Linked DNA regions of Mus musculus: region 1 is linked to region 2. A link is a contact called in public HiChIP or PLAC-seq data. All regions are on one chromosome and are shown on one strand. The core of a region is the stretch at or near the end of the contact, and the rest is flanking DNA. Distances in the headings are between cores, read along the strand shown.

Region 1 (6,347 bases), core at 1,659-4,158, 93 kb after region 2:
TCTTGTGTTTAGGTCAAGGTGTCTCCTCTCAGTGCAGGGACATGCCTGCTCTGTGGGGCAGGCGAGGACCCTGAATCATTTGGAGCCCAGAAGGAGGCAGACTGGCCAGGTCTCACCACCTCAGTGTGCAGTTCAACTCCATGCCATCCCATCAAGATGGGTTAGTAGCAGTGTCTGTTTTTGAATGCCAAGTGTGATTTCCAACAATTCTGCTCTGGTTATTTCATTGAAGACATCTTTGCACATGTGACCATGCTGTGTTAGGGGCTGTGTTCCAGGGACTGGACTCGAAGCTAGAACTGGCAGAAGAGTTCTGGCATCCACAGCGCAATGCTGCCACCACCCAGTTTCTTCATCAGAAGACAAGGGAACGAGAAAACTGCTGTTCGTTTGTATTTGTGAACTTGGCTGTAATCTGGTATGCCATAGGATGTCAGATAATACCACTGGTTAAAATAAAGCCTAGTTTTCAAATTCAGTTGGTTTCTCAGGTTTATTCTGTTCCTCTTCTTGGTTGTGGGACTTTTGTTGTCAGCTGTGACCTAGCACATGTCTGACAGACCCTTTCTAAAGCTGCTTAGGTGGACCTGAGGGGAAGGCAGGTCTTTGCAGTGAGTGAGTTACTGTGCAGAGAGAACCGCATGGGGAGAGTGGCCTAGTGTGCGTCCACACGCACTGTTCTTGTACAGTCTGAAATGAATGTTTTTCACATCTTCAAGTAATTGGTTTGATCAGAGAATATCCACAGAGTTTGTTACGTATCTTCTGTGGCTACTTTCCTGATACCATGACAATTGAAATCCGAGGGGCGAAGACTGCAGGGCTATCCAGGTAGCTGCTTAATGTTTAGCAAAAGTTGCTTTCTGACTAAATACTCTAAAACTTTATACACCATGTATTTTTATCTTTAAGTTGCCAAAGAGAAGGCTAGGTTGTGTGCCTGTGAGTGCAGGATGGGAGGACATCTGTTTGACTCTGCTGTCTTCATGACCCTAAAATTGTTCTTCAGAACTAGTGAGCTGTATCATGCATGAGAAGGCTGCAGGGCCTCACAGCAGGTTCTCAGGCTTTGATGACACGGTCTCCCAGCTAACCTGAGGACACTCACAGAGCTGAGCTTTTTGTCCTGAAGAGACACAAGTGTAGACGCCATTCTTTTCCTGAGCCCCCACAAAGGTGACAGAAAAGGTTTTCAGCTGTCGTGGAGGTGTAGGTAGCTCTAGAGTACAGGAGGGAAGAGGAAAGGGTAGGGCCCTTGTTAGCTACTGTTACCCCAGAATGGTCAACCAAAGTGTGTTCTTCATTTCCAGCTATGATCCCGGGAACAAAGTGATCCTGGGTTTCCATTTTCAAATGGAACATTTAGTGTCCTTCAGTATCCTTATTTGAATTTTGCAACATCACAGAGAACTTTTGTAGAAGCCAAAGGATAGGCTTGGGAGATGGTTGGGTCAACAAAGGGGCTTGCCTTGAAAGCCAGAAACACATGGTTCAATCCCCAAACCCTTGAACAGATACTTAGGTACGGCAACATGCAATCCTAAAGGTGGGGGTATAGCAACAGATAGACTCTCAGGCTCAATGGCTAGCCGGCATAGTCTACTTCAGGACACAGCCTCCTCAGAAGGTGGGGCCTGGAGAAATGGCTCAGCAGTTAAGCACACTGGCTGTTCTTGCAGAAGGCCCAGGTTCACAACTTTCTGTAACTTCAGTTTCAGGCGATTTGATGCCCACTTCTGGCTCCTGTGGGCACCAGGGACATAGTCCAGAGACATGCATACAAAATACATTAAATAAGAAAAAGAATGTAAAGGGTGGATGGTGACTAAGGAATAACGCCTCTGACCTCCATATGCATGCACACACAGACAGAAAGATATACCTCCCTTACTGTGGACTAAGGTTTAACTTGCCACTTTGTAATAACTCTGCTTGAGGTTTTAGTTTTCAGTATCAGCTTCCACCAGGTCAACCATTATGTGCATGACAGGAGACAGTTGCAATCAGACCTACTTGGTCTGCTTTGCTATAGGCTAGCATGCAGTCCAGGTGCCTGCAGTCAAGTGGATCACTTCTCTACTGTCAGGAAACTAGGGGGCTCAGGTAATAATGCAAAGAAGAGGGGTGGTCCTTTATAATCCAAGCGTGTTTTAAAATGGAAACACCTACTTTACACATCCGGAAGTCCTTACAAGTGCACAGGTCGGGGAGGGGACGATGGTTGGGTACCACGTTCTCTATGATAGAAAAACCTGGAGAGAACCTAAGAGGCCGTCTGCAACAGAGCCCCACACAGACACACGTGGGGTCATGTGAGGTGCATGGCGTGAAATAAGGCACTGATAGCCTAGAGTATATCTCCCCACCCCCACCCCGTCACTGACAAATGGTAATGGTTGAAGATTCCCTTTTACCTAGAATGCTTGGGACCAGGATCATTATGAATTTCAGAGTTATCACCATTTGGATGACCCTAAATCAGGAACCCTGAGATCTAAATCATGCTGAGTGACAAATCCATTGGGACACCCCAGGCTTCCAATTGGGGAGTGGCACACTCTGCCTGGCTGTGGCCAAGAGAACCCTAGAGTGACACACACTGAAGCCTCTGCAGCGCCTCTGACTTTTGTCTACAACTGGTTTTTAATCAACCAGGAAGATCTTTAAAATCCACCTGGTCTGGGGACCTATCCCTCATAGCCCTTTGTGGGACAGCCTACATCTAGCTCCCTAGCTGCAGGAGCCTTACCCCGGAGGGGAGGGCGAAGTGGCTTCTTTCCCACAACCAGTGTTCTGAGGGATCTGAAGCAAGAGTTTCCAACTTAGCCACTGATGACATCTCAGCCAGAATATCGTTAGTCATAGAACCCTCCTTTGCAGGCCACCAAGTAGTCCCCACCCATGCTTCCGCCCACTAGATGCCAGCAGCAACCACGCTTCCTTCCCTGATTTGTAACAGCCACAGAGGTCTCTAGATACTACCAGTTGGCAGTAGCATCCCCAGTGTAAAATAAAGTCATGCAGGAGTCCCGTGCCTCTGTTCTTGAGAATACATGGAAGGTCAACATCTTGTAGCCTGCTGTAACTTGGAGAGGTGGCTTGGTATACCAGAAAGAAAGGTTCCCAACTGGACCTAGTGGTGCATGCCAGCACTTGGGAGACAGGGGAAGGCAGTTTAGAGTTCAAGGCCAGCCTCAGTCTACAGAGTGAATTCCACGACAGCCAGAGTTATTTAGTGAGACCTTGCCTTGAATGAATGAATGAATGAATGAATGAATGAATGAATGAACGAACGAATGAATGAGTGATGGATCATGAATGAATGAATGAATGAATGGTCCCTTTAAAAACTTTCATATTTCTTGAAGTCAGACTTTTCAGAAGGATGTCCTCAATGTGCTTCGTACCTGTCATCCCAGGTAATCCATGTGCTCAGGAAGAAGAGATTTACTGCAAATTGGAAACCCTGTCTCAAACATCCTCCCTCCTACACCTGGAGAGATGGCTGAGTTAAGAGTGTTCACTGCTGATTCAGTTTCTAGCACCCACATTGTGCTGACAACGGCCTGTGACTCCAGCTCCAGGGGATCCAACACCACTGGTCTCTGATGTCCAAGAGCATCGGTACACATGTGCACATAACCACACACAGGTTCACATATGTACACATACTTATAAAACCCTCTAAAAGTCTTTTTTTTTTTTTTACTTCAAATCTCTCCCTCACTTTTATAGGGGAGAAGTCAATTGTGAGCAATGACTACCACCCCTAGAGCAGAGCCTCCCAGTACCCATTGCTGGAGGCCATTTCCGGGCTGAATGCACCTATGGACATCTTCCTGACGCATGCTTACAGGCAGTAGGGTTTATGAGGGAAGTCCAAGGCCTTTGTGTCCTGGGTGTTCCCTGGACCTGCTGAGCTGCCTCTTCCACTCCCAGCTACAGTGTTGGTGGCACCCAGATCCATTTCCTCTGAGCCGTTGCTCAGGCATGATGGAGTCTCTGTGAAAGACTTGTCACCCGATGACTATCTGATAGTGGCTGTGGCAGCCCTGTGTGGGGAATGTCCCCACCTACAGATGCAGGACAGAGTGACTGCTCATAAGCCCTGCTCCCAGTGACCACTGCCCTCCAAGCTTCTGTGCTCAATCCCTGGGTTTCTGTGACTCGCTGGAGATTACCAAGATGGAGGACTCCCATAGGACTCTTCCTAACCTTTTAAGGTTTATTTTTATTAGCCGGGTGTGGTGGCACATGCCTTTAATCCTAGCACTTGGGACACGGACAGCAGTAGAATCTCTGTGATTTTCAGTCCAGTCTGATCTATAGAGCATGTTCTAAGACAGCCAGAGCTGCACCAAGAAACCCTGTCTCAAAAAAAAACAAAAACAAAAAACAAAAACAAAAAACAAAAAGAAAGAAGGTCCAGCAGTTAAGAGCACTGACTGCTCTTCCAGGGGTCCTGAGTTCAATTCCCAGCAACCATATGGTGGTTCACAACCATCTGTAATGGGATCTGATTCCTTCTTCTGGCGTGTGGGTATATATACAGACAGGGTACTCATATAAATAAAGTACATGAATAAATAAACCTGATTTTTAAAAAGATGTACTTTTTATTAAGCTGCATATAGTGATGCATGCCTTCAATCCCATCACTTGAGAGGCAGAGGCAGGCAGATCTCTGAGTTCAAGGCCAGCCTGGTCTACAGAGTGAGTTCCAGGAACAGCTAGAGCTACACAGAGAACCCCTGTCTCAAAAATACTTGCGTGTGTGTGTGTGTGTGTGTGTGTGTGTGTGTGTGTGTGTGTGTGTGAGTGTGTGCGTGTGTGTATGTATGCATGCACATATGTGTGGATCCCCAGAGAAGTCAGAAGCAAGTGTTGAAACCCTGGAGTTGGAGTTACAGACAGTTCTGAGCTGCCTGATGTAGGTGCTGGGAATCAAACTTGGGTCCTCTAGAAGAACCAGTAGTGCTCTTAACCACTGAGCCACCTCTCCAATTTTAGAATAATATATATTTTGTTGTTGTTGTTGTTGTTGTTTTGGTTTTTGTTTTGTTTTGTTTTTTGAGATAGGATTTCTCTATAAACCCTGTAGCCCTGGCTGACCTGGAACTCATTCTGTAGACCAAGCTGGCCTCGAACTCAGAAATTACATTTTTAAAGGTCTTTTATTTTATTTTATTGTTGAAAATAGTCATTATAATTTTACACTATACAACCGTATTAAGAGGAAATAAGATACAATGGTTAAGAGTTGATCCTTGGGAGCTGGAGAGATGGCTCAGTGGTTAAGAGCATTGGCTGCTCTTCCAGAGGTCCTGGGTTCAAATACCAGCACACACATGGTGGTTCACAACTGTGTTTAACTCCAGTTCCAGAGAATTCCAGTTGCAACACCTTCATACAGACATACATGCAGGTAAAACACCAGTGCACATGAAAATAAGTACTGACACACACACATGAGTTTGGCCTCTAAAAAGAAAGTTCTGAACAGGTATGACAGTACTCCTGTAATCCCAGCATTCGTGAAATGGAGAAGGAGAGAGACAGATCTCTGTTTTAGCCAAGCTTAGTCTACATAGCAAGTTTCAGGCTACCCAGGGCTAGGTAGCTACATAATGAGATGAGACATTGTACCAAAAAAGAATAAGAAATGAATAAATAAACTAATTAATTAAAACAAAGCCTGGGAGTAGGGAGATGACTCTTTCAGTTAAATACTTGCCATGCAAGGACAAAGACCAGGATTCAATCCCCAGCTCCCACATAAAGCCATGCGTGGTGACTTGAGCTCTTAAGTGTAGTTCTGGGGGCCAGCCACTCACTGGTAGGTCTCCATAGCTCCCAGCCAGCCCAGCCGAATCAAGTTACAGGTCCCACTGAGAGATCCAGTCTCAAAAAAGCAAGGCACGTGGCTGAATTGGTAAGATCACTGGAGAACATGGCTTCGATCCCCAGAACCCACATGATGCTTCCCAACACTCTCTAACGCCAGTTTCAAGGGCTCCAACCATGCCCCTCCCTCTTCAGACCTCTGCAGGCACCAGGCATTCTAGTGATGCCCAGACAGACACATGGGCATAAAATACATCCATACACATAAAATAAATGAATCCAAAAAGGAGAGAAAAGGACAGAGGCAGGTGGCTCACACCTTTAATCCCAGCACTAGGGAGGCAGAGGCAGGTGAATTTCTGAGTTCGAGGCCAGCCTGGTCTACAGAGTGAGTTCCAGGACAGCCAGGGCTACACAGAGAAACCCTGTCTTGAAAAATCCACAGAGACAGACAGACAGACAGACAGACAGCCAGCCATGTATGTCAACTGTGAGAAGTGGGG
Region 2 (6,199 bases), core at 1,284-3,783:
TCAGGTAGCCCAGGCTGATCTGGAGTTCTAGACCTCCCCAAGGCTGGCCCTACAGCTGTATGCCATCTTGCCTGGCCCACTGAACTGTCCACTTTAAAGAATGAATTTTGTGGTATGTTACCAAGATAATAAAAGGGTGTTACAGATAACTTTATACTAATATATTTGATAATTCCAAATAAATGGATAAATACTTTGAATGATTCAAATTAACCAAGTGTTCTCCTGGAGAGAGAGATCACCTAAAGCAGATAGACACAATGGTCACACCGTGTGATGGTGGTGATGTCAACTTCAATGATCTGGAGTCACCTGGGAGATGAGCCTCTGGGCATCCCTGAGGGTTGCCTTCATTGCATTAACAAAGGTGGGCAGACTTGCCCACTGTGGTGCTGCTGTTCCCGCGTGGGGACCCAGGACTGTGAGTGCAGAAGGGAGCTAAGCATGATGCACTCCTCAGCCTCTGCTTCCTGACACAGAATGCTGTGCCCAGGTGCTTCAAGCCCTGCCACCTTGACCCCCCTCCAGCATGAGACACTGGATGCTTGCAGTGTGAGCTGGAGGACAAGCTGGGTATAAAATGGGTATAAACATTTGCCAGGAGGATCAGGAGTCAATGCCAGGCTTAAAGCTTTGGCTACCTAAGATCACATCTCAAAAACAAACTAAAAAAATAGCACAATAAAAACAGAGTTATGGGCTGGAGAGATGGCTCAGTGGTTAAGAGCACTGACTGCTCTTTCAGAGGTCCTGAGTTCAAATCCCAGCAACCACATGGTGGCTCACAACTATCTGTAATGAGATCTGACTCCCTCTTCTGGGGTGTCTGAAGACAGCTACAGTGTACTCACATATAATAAATAAATAAATCTTTAAAGAAAACAACAACAACAAAAACCCCACCAGAGTTATAGTTAAGAACCTGCCCACAGTGGTACCTTCAGGCCTATATAACTTCACTGGTAGATTCAAGTACATAAGGAAGAAATTAGGCCAGTTTTCTAGAAACGTCCTGAAACTGAAGATTCTAAGGAAAAGACCACCCCAGGCCAAGGTTTCTCTCACTAAAACAGAAGAAATCTGATAAAGGCGCATAATGACAATGACCAGCACTGCACTGGCTTCATCTCGGGACTTAACCTTCAAATGTCACGCATGCACGGTAGGAGGAGACCAAAAAGGAAAGGAAATGCTGATGGTTTGGGAGGGAGCGTCTATAAATATATCTTATCTGTAAGATGTCTTATATATATCTTCATGCTAACACAATCCTTTAAAGCTATTTCAGAAGTATGCTCCATCTTTCATTCCTTTGGATAACTTTCTAAGTCTTGGGAATGTCTTCTAAGGTTTTTACAGATTGTTTGCTATTTGCAATTCCTATCTTTCGAATTCCACTTCTGCTTCCCCATCATCAACCATGTGTGCCTGTGTGTGTCTTTCTGTGTATGTATGTGTGTGTAGTGTGTACCAGTGTGTATGTACAAGTGTGTGTATGTACGTGTAGTGTGGATGTGTGTGTTGTGTGCATGTGGTGTGGCTATATGTTTGTATGTAATGTGTGTGTCTATGTGTGCAAGTGTATATGTTTATGTATATATGTGCATTGTGTGTACATGTATATATGTATCTGTCTATATTGTATGTGTGTGTACATGTGACTGTGTATGTGCATATGTGTATGTGTATATGTGTCGTGTGTGTGTGTGTTCAAAATGCTTGTTTTCATTATTTTTTATCATTTCACTAAACAGACAAATGCACATGACTGCATGTTTGGATGCCATTCCAGAAAACAATAAAAAGATCCACAATGAGACCAGCTCTATACTAACACATGTAGGAATGCTGTTGTTGTGGTAGACTTTCCTATAGAGCAAATAATAGCTTAACTAATTTAAGAGACAATAGCTTATCTAATTGCTCAGTGGTTAAGGACACTGACTGCTCTTCCAGAGGTCCTGAGTCCAATCCCAGCAACCACATGGTGGCTCACGACCATCTGTAATGGGATCTGATACCCTCTTCTGCTGTGTCTGAAGACAGCCACAGTGTACTCATATACATAAAATAAGTAAATTCTTGGGAGGCAGAGGCAGGCAGATCTCTGTGAGTCTGAGGCCAGCCTGGTCTACAGAGGGAGTTCCAGGACAGCCAGGGCTACAAAGAGAAACCCTGTCTTGAAAGAGAGAGAGAGAGAAAGAAAGAGAGAGAGAGAGAGAGAGAGAGAGAGAGAGAGAGAGAAAACACACACACATTGCCACCAGACTTTTCCTTGTACCCTGCCCCCCCCAAATTGTATAGAGGTGGTATCTGAGCATGTCTCTGTTATTGTATAGCCCCCCCAACATTGTATAGAGGTGGTATCTGATCACATCTCTGCTATTAAATAGAATGCCAGATGCATTCTTCGGCTCTCACTGCATTTCACAGGAAACAGTTAGGATACAGGCACGGTTCAACATGATCATATCAAACAGCCCCCCTGTTATCTTGGAGCTCAGCCAACATCCCCAAGGCTTTGGGACTCCCCTGTGTGCAGTGTGGAGTCATAAGCAGTATTCTTCAGAAGTCTGCTTGTGGGTTATAACACTGCTGTCTAGTCCTTTCTAATTAAACTCAAAATTGGCAACTGTCCAGCGGTAGCAAGAGTCATGTGACAGATGAAACAGAATGCAGAGGAACCGTGAGTTCCTCAGAGCTGCCTCTCAAAGATAACCTACCCAATTAAGAGGAAAATGGTGTTCAATGGCAGAGTGCTTGCTTAACCTGCATGAGGCCCTAGCTTCAATCCCAGCACAGTCTAAAGACGAAGAAAAGGAGGGAGAGGGATGGGGGAGCAGCTGAAACCCACAATCAAGTAGGCAACGCAAAGCAACAGTTCTCTTCTGAACACCGAATCCTGTGTTTCCTAGCAGGGGCACTAGAGAACATCTCTCATCCCATCTCTTTGTTGTTTTACTTGGGGTCGGGGTATCTCATTCAGCCCAGGCTAGCCTCATGATTGATATGTAGCCAGGGCTAGCCTTTTAACTCCTGATCCTCTTGCTTCCACCCCCAAATGCTGGGATTACATGTGGGCACTACATGCCTGGCCTTGTTATTCTGCTCTTGAAAGTTAACCAGAAAGGGGGGGGGGGCCTCTGTGATACCCATAATACCTACAGAAAAAAAGAATCAAGTCTCTGGTGTTATGGGTACTCAGCAGATGTCTGACAAGCTGGCAGGCCCGTGTAAGGAAGTGACAGAGGGTGAGTGTCATGGTTTGTATACTCTTGGACCAGGGAGTGGCACCATTTGGAGGTGTGGCCTTGTTGGAATAGGTGTGACCAGTTTGGAATAAGTGTGTCACTGTGGGTGTGGGCTTAAGACCCTCACCCTAGGTGCCTGGGAAGTCAGTCTTAGCAGCCTTTGGATGAGGACGTAGAACTCTCCTCAGCTCTGCCTGCACCAGGCCTGTCTGGATGCTGCCATGCTCCCACCTTGATGATAATGGACTGAACCTCTGAACGTGTAAGCCAGCCCCAATTAAATGTTGTTTTTTATAAGATTTGCCTTGGTCATGGTGTCTGTTCACAGCAGTAAAACCCTAACTAAGACAGTGAATAAGGAAGAGACAAGGCGCCGTGGCAGCCGCTTCGTGGTCACAAACCTCTGGGTTCTATACTTGATCCTACCCACAAAGCTAGGAACTGGACCTGTGTGCTGAGTGAACTTTGCAGTAGCCAAACAGTCCTAGAAAAGACTGTGAGCCAGGTTGTGTGGGGAGAGGCTGAGAGAGAACAACTGGTAGTCATGCGGGCACATGCCTGTCCCCCCAGCCCTGGGGAAGCCGAGCCAGGAGATTGAGGCTGAGCCACCTACAGCAAGACCCTGCTACAAAAATAAAGGAAAAGCAATATTGAAAAGTGGAGTGATGCCCCGTGGTGATGCACACCTTTAAATCCCAGCATTTGGGAGGCAGAGGAAGGTAGATCTCTGAGTTCAGGGCCAGCCTGGTCTAGAGAGTGAGTCCAGGACAGTTAGAGCTGCACAGAGAAATCCTGTCTTGAAAAAACAAAAAGCAAACCAAACCCAAAAGCAACAGAGGAGGGAAGTGTGACGGCTGACCTGTATGGAATCATGTTCATCAGCATCTTGCTGTTTTCTGTGGCCATGGTTATCTTGCTTGTAAGTAAGCTGAAGCCAAGAATCTGACAGGAGACAAAAGGAAACGAGTGAGATTAATACAGAGCGAGGGCTCAGAGGCTCTCGCATGACAGTAAATGAAATGAGGGCCGTCCTGACAAGAGAGGGACCATCTGTTTCCATTCTCCAAACTCCTTTTGGCATTGGAACCAAAGCCATAGCTGCTTTGGTCTCTGATACATGGTTGGGATCAGAGGGATGCGGGTGTGTGTGTGTGTGGGGTGATGTCCAGGAGCCCACAGGACAGCTGGCCAATCAGAGCTCTAGGTTCAGTGAGAGTCTCTGTCTCCAAAGAACAAAGAGACACAGAGGAGGCCAGGGCTACAGGGAAGCTTAGGGTTTAAGAGCACCTGTTTGTTCTTCTAGAGGACCCAAATTCCGTTCCCAGCACCCACATCAGGTGGCTCAGAACCACCTGTGACTGCTGCTCCAGGGGACCCAAATCCTCCTCTGGCCTCTGAAGGCATTCATATGTACATACTCCTCTCATGCCTACATACGCAGAGGATTTTTGAAAATCTTTTAAAATTCAAAAGAAAAGTCAAGGTAGAGAGCAACAGAGGAGGAGACCTGATGTCTGCCTCTGGTCTCGACATGTACCTACATGGGCAAGCTCTCTCTAACATACATGTGTCCACACAGCCACTCCATACACAATACATGTGTAAAAAGTAAACATTTGGGTAGAGACCACTGGTACAGCCCAGTGACTACATTTAGTAATAGTTTACTGCAGACTTGGAAACTGGGAAAGCAATAGATCTTCAATGTTCACAATGAAAAGATAATCACTAGGCTATGTGTTTGTGGGCTGGCCACGGGCTTTGTATCTGCAATCCCAGAATTTGTGGGTAGGTTGAGAGTTAGAGGCCAGCTTGAGCTGTCTAGTGAGACTCTGTTTCAAAACTAAACCAAAACAAAGGAACAACAACAAAAAAAAAGATATTCCTGTGTGGTAACAGGTGTTGACTAGCTTAATGGACTATAACTATGGCATGCCAAAGATCTCCTTGTACAAGCAAATATATAACATCCCAATTGTCAAGCTTACTTGAGCAAACCCCAAATTTTTATAAAACAAAAACATATGACTGGCCGGACGGTGGTGGCGCACGCCTTTAATCCCAGCACTTGGGGGCCAGGGGTAGGCGGATTTCTGAGTTCAAGACCAGTCTGATCTACAGAGTGAGTTCCAGGACAGCCAGGGCTACACAGAGAAACCCTGTCTTGAAAAACAAACAAACCAACCCATATGACTGACTCAGCAGGTCAAACATTTGCTGAGTGCTGGGCTAACAACCTGATCTGCCCCCTGGACCCACAGAGGAGGGAGAGGGGCAACATCACCAAATCCTTCTCTGACTTTCACATGTACACTCTAGAACTTATGCTTTTGTCTGTGGCATACACATATGAATAATAAATTAAATTTAAAAATAAAATATAAACAAAAGCATTTCATAGTCACATGACTGAAGCTCCACTACTTAAGAAGCAAAGGCAGGAGGATTGTCATGAATTTGAGGACAGTCTGGGCTATATAGTGAGACTCCATCTTAAAATACCAGTGAGAGACAGAGAGAGAGACAGAGACACACAGAATTTTATCAAATCGTTTAATTCGTAATACTGTATTCTGGGAACTGGACAGCGCGCTCAGTGGGTAAGAGCACTGCTGATCTTGCAGAGGACCTGGGTTCAATTCCCAGCACCCATGCGGCAGCTCAAGACCATCTGTAACTCTGTTTCCAGGGGACCTGACCTCTTCTGACTCCTCGGGTACTAGGCATGCATGTGGTATCATACATACATGCAAGAAAATACCATTCACATAAAATTAAATAACTCTTTAACAAAAACATTCTATCAGTTTTGATCTGATTCACTGTTTCCTTACATTTCTGTTTGAAGAGGTTTATGTTATTTTTGTTTACGTGTCTGTGTGCATGCCATATGTGTGGAGGTGTGTCCATGGAGCCAGGAAAGGGCATCTGATGCCTAAGCTGATGCT

Evidence for each region. HiChIP or PLAC-seq counts read pairs in DNA pulled down with a chosen protein or histone mark.
Region 1: a contact with region 2 is called in an H3K27ac HiChIP or PLAC-seq map of the HPC-7 cell line, with 5 times the contacts expected there. The contact joins two enhancer-like sites. A contact is called at or near these places in 1 of 484 Hi-C or Micro-C datasets (embryonic stem cells), 2 of 115 datasets of contacts at active chromatin or transcription factors (the HPC-7 cell line and embryonic stem cells) and 4 of 9 other capture datasets (adipose tissue, embryonic stem cells, liver and 1 more).

Annotation. Positions count from the first base shown.
Region 1 is chr17:28,747,928-28,754,274 of GRCm38.p6, forward strand. Mapk14 (mitogen-activated protein kinase 14) reads left to right here. Exons shown (of 12, transcript NM_011951.3): 12 at 1-478. Among named protein-coding and RNA genes, the nearest start is that of Mapk13, 18 kb to the right of the region's middle. Within about 2 kb of position 2,909, at least 50 of the 459 cell types and tissues checked have an H3K27ac peak or open chromatin away from gene starts, as enhancers often do. A contact at or near this core is called in the HPC-7 cell line, where this site is marked.
Region 2 is chr17:28,655,483-28,661,681 of GRCm38.p6, forward strand. It overlaps Slc26a8 (solute carrier family 26, member 8), which reads right to left. Exons shown (of 20, transcript NM_001290320.1): 8 at 4,111-4,193. Among named protein-coding and RNA genes, the nearest start is that of Slc26a8, 31 kb to the right of the region's middle. Within about 2 kb of position 2,534, at least 26 of the 459 cell types and tissues checked have an H3K27ac peak or open chromatin away from gene starts, as enhancers often do. A contact at or near this core is called in the HPC-7 cell line, where this site is marked.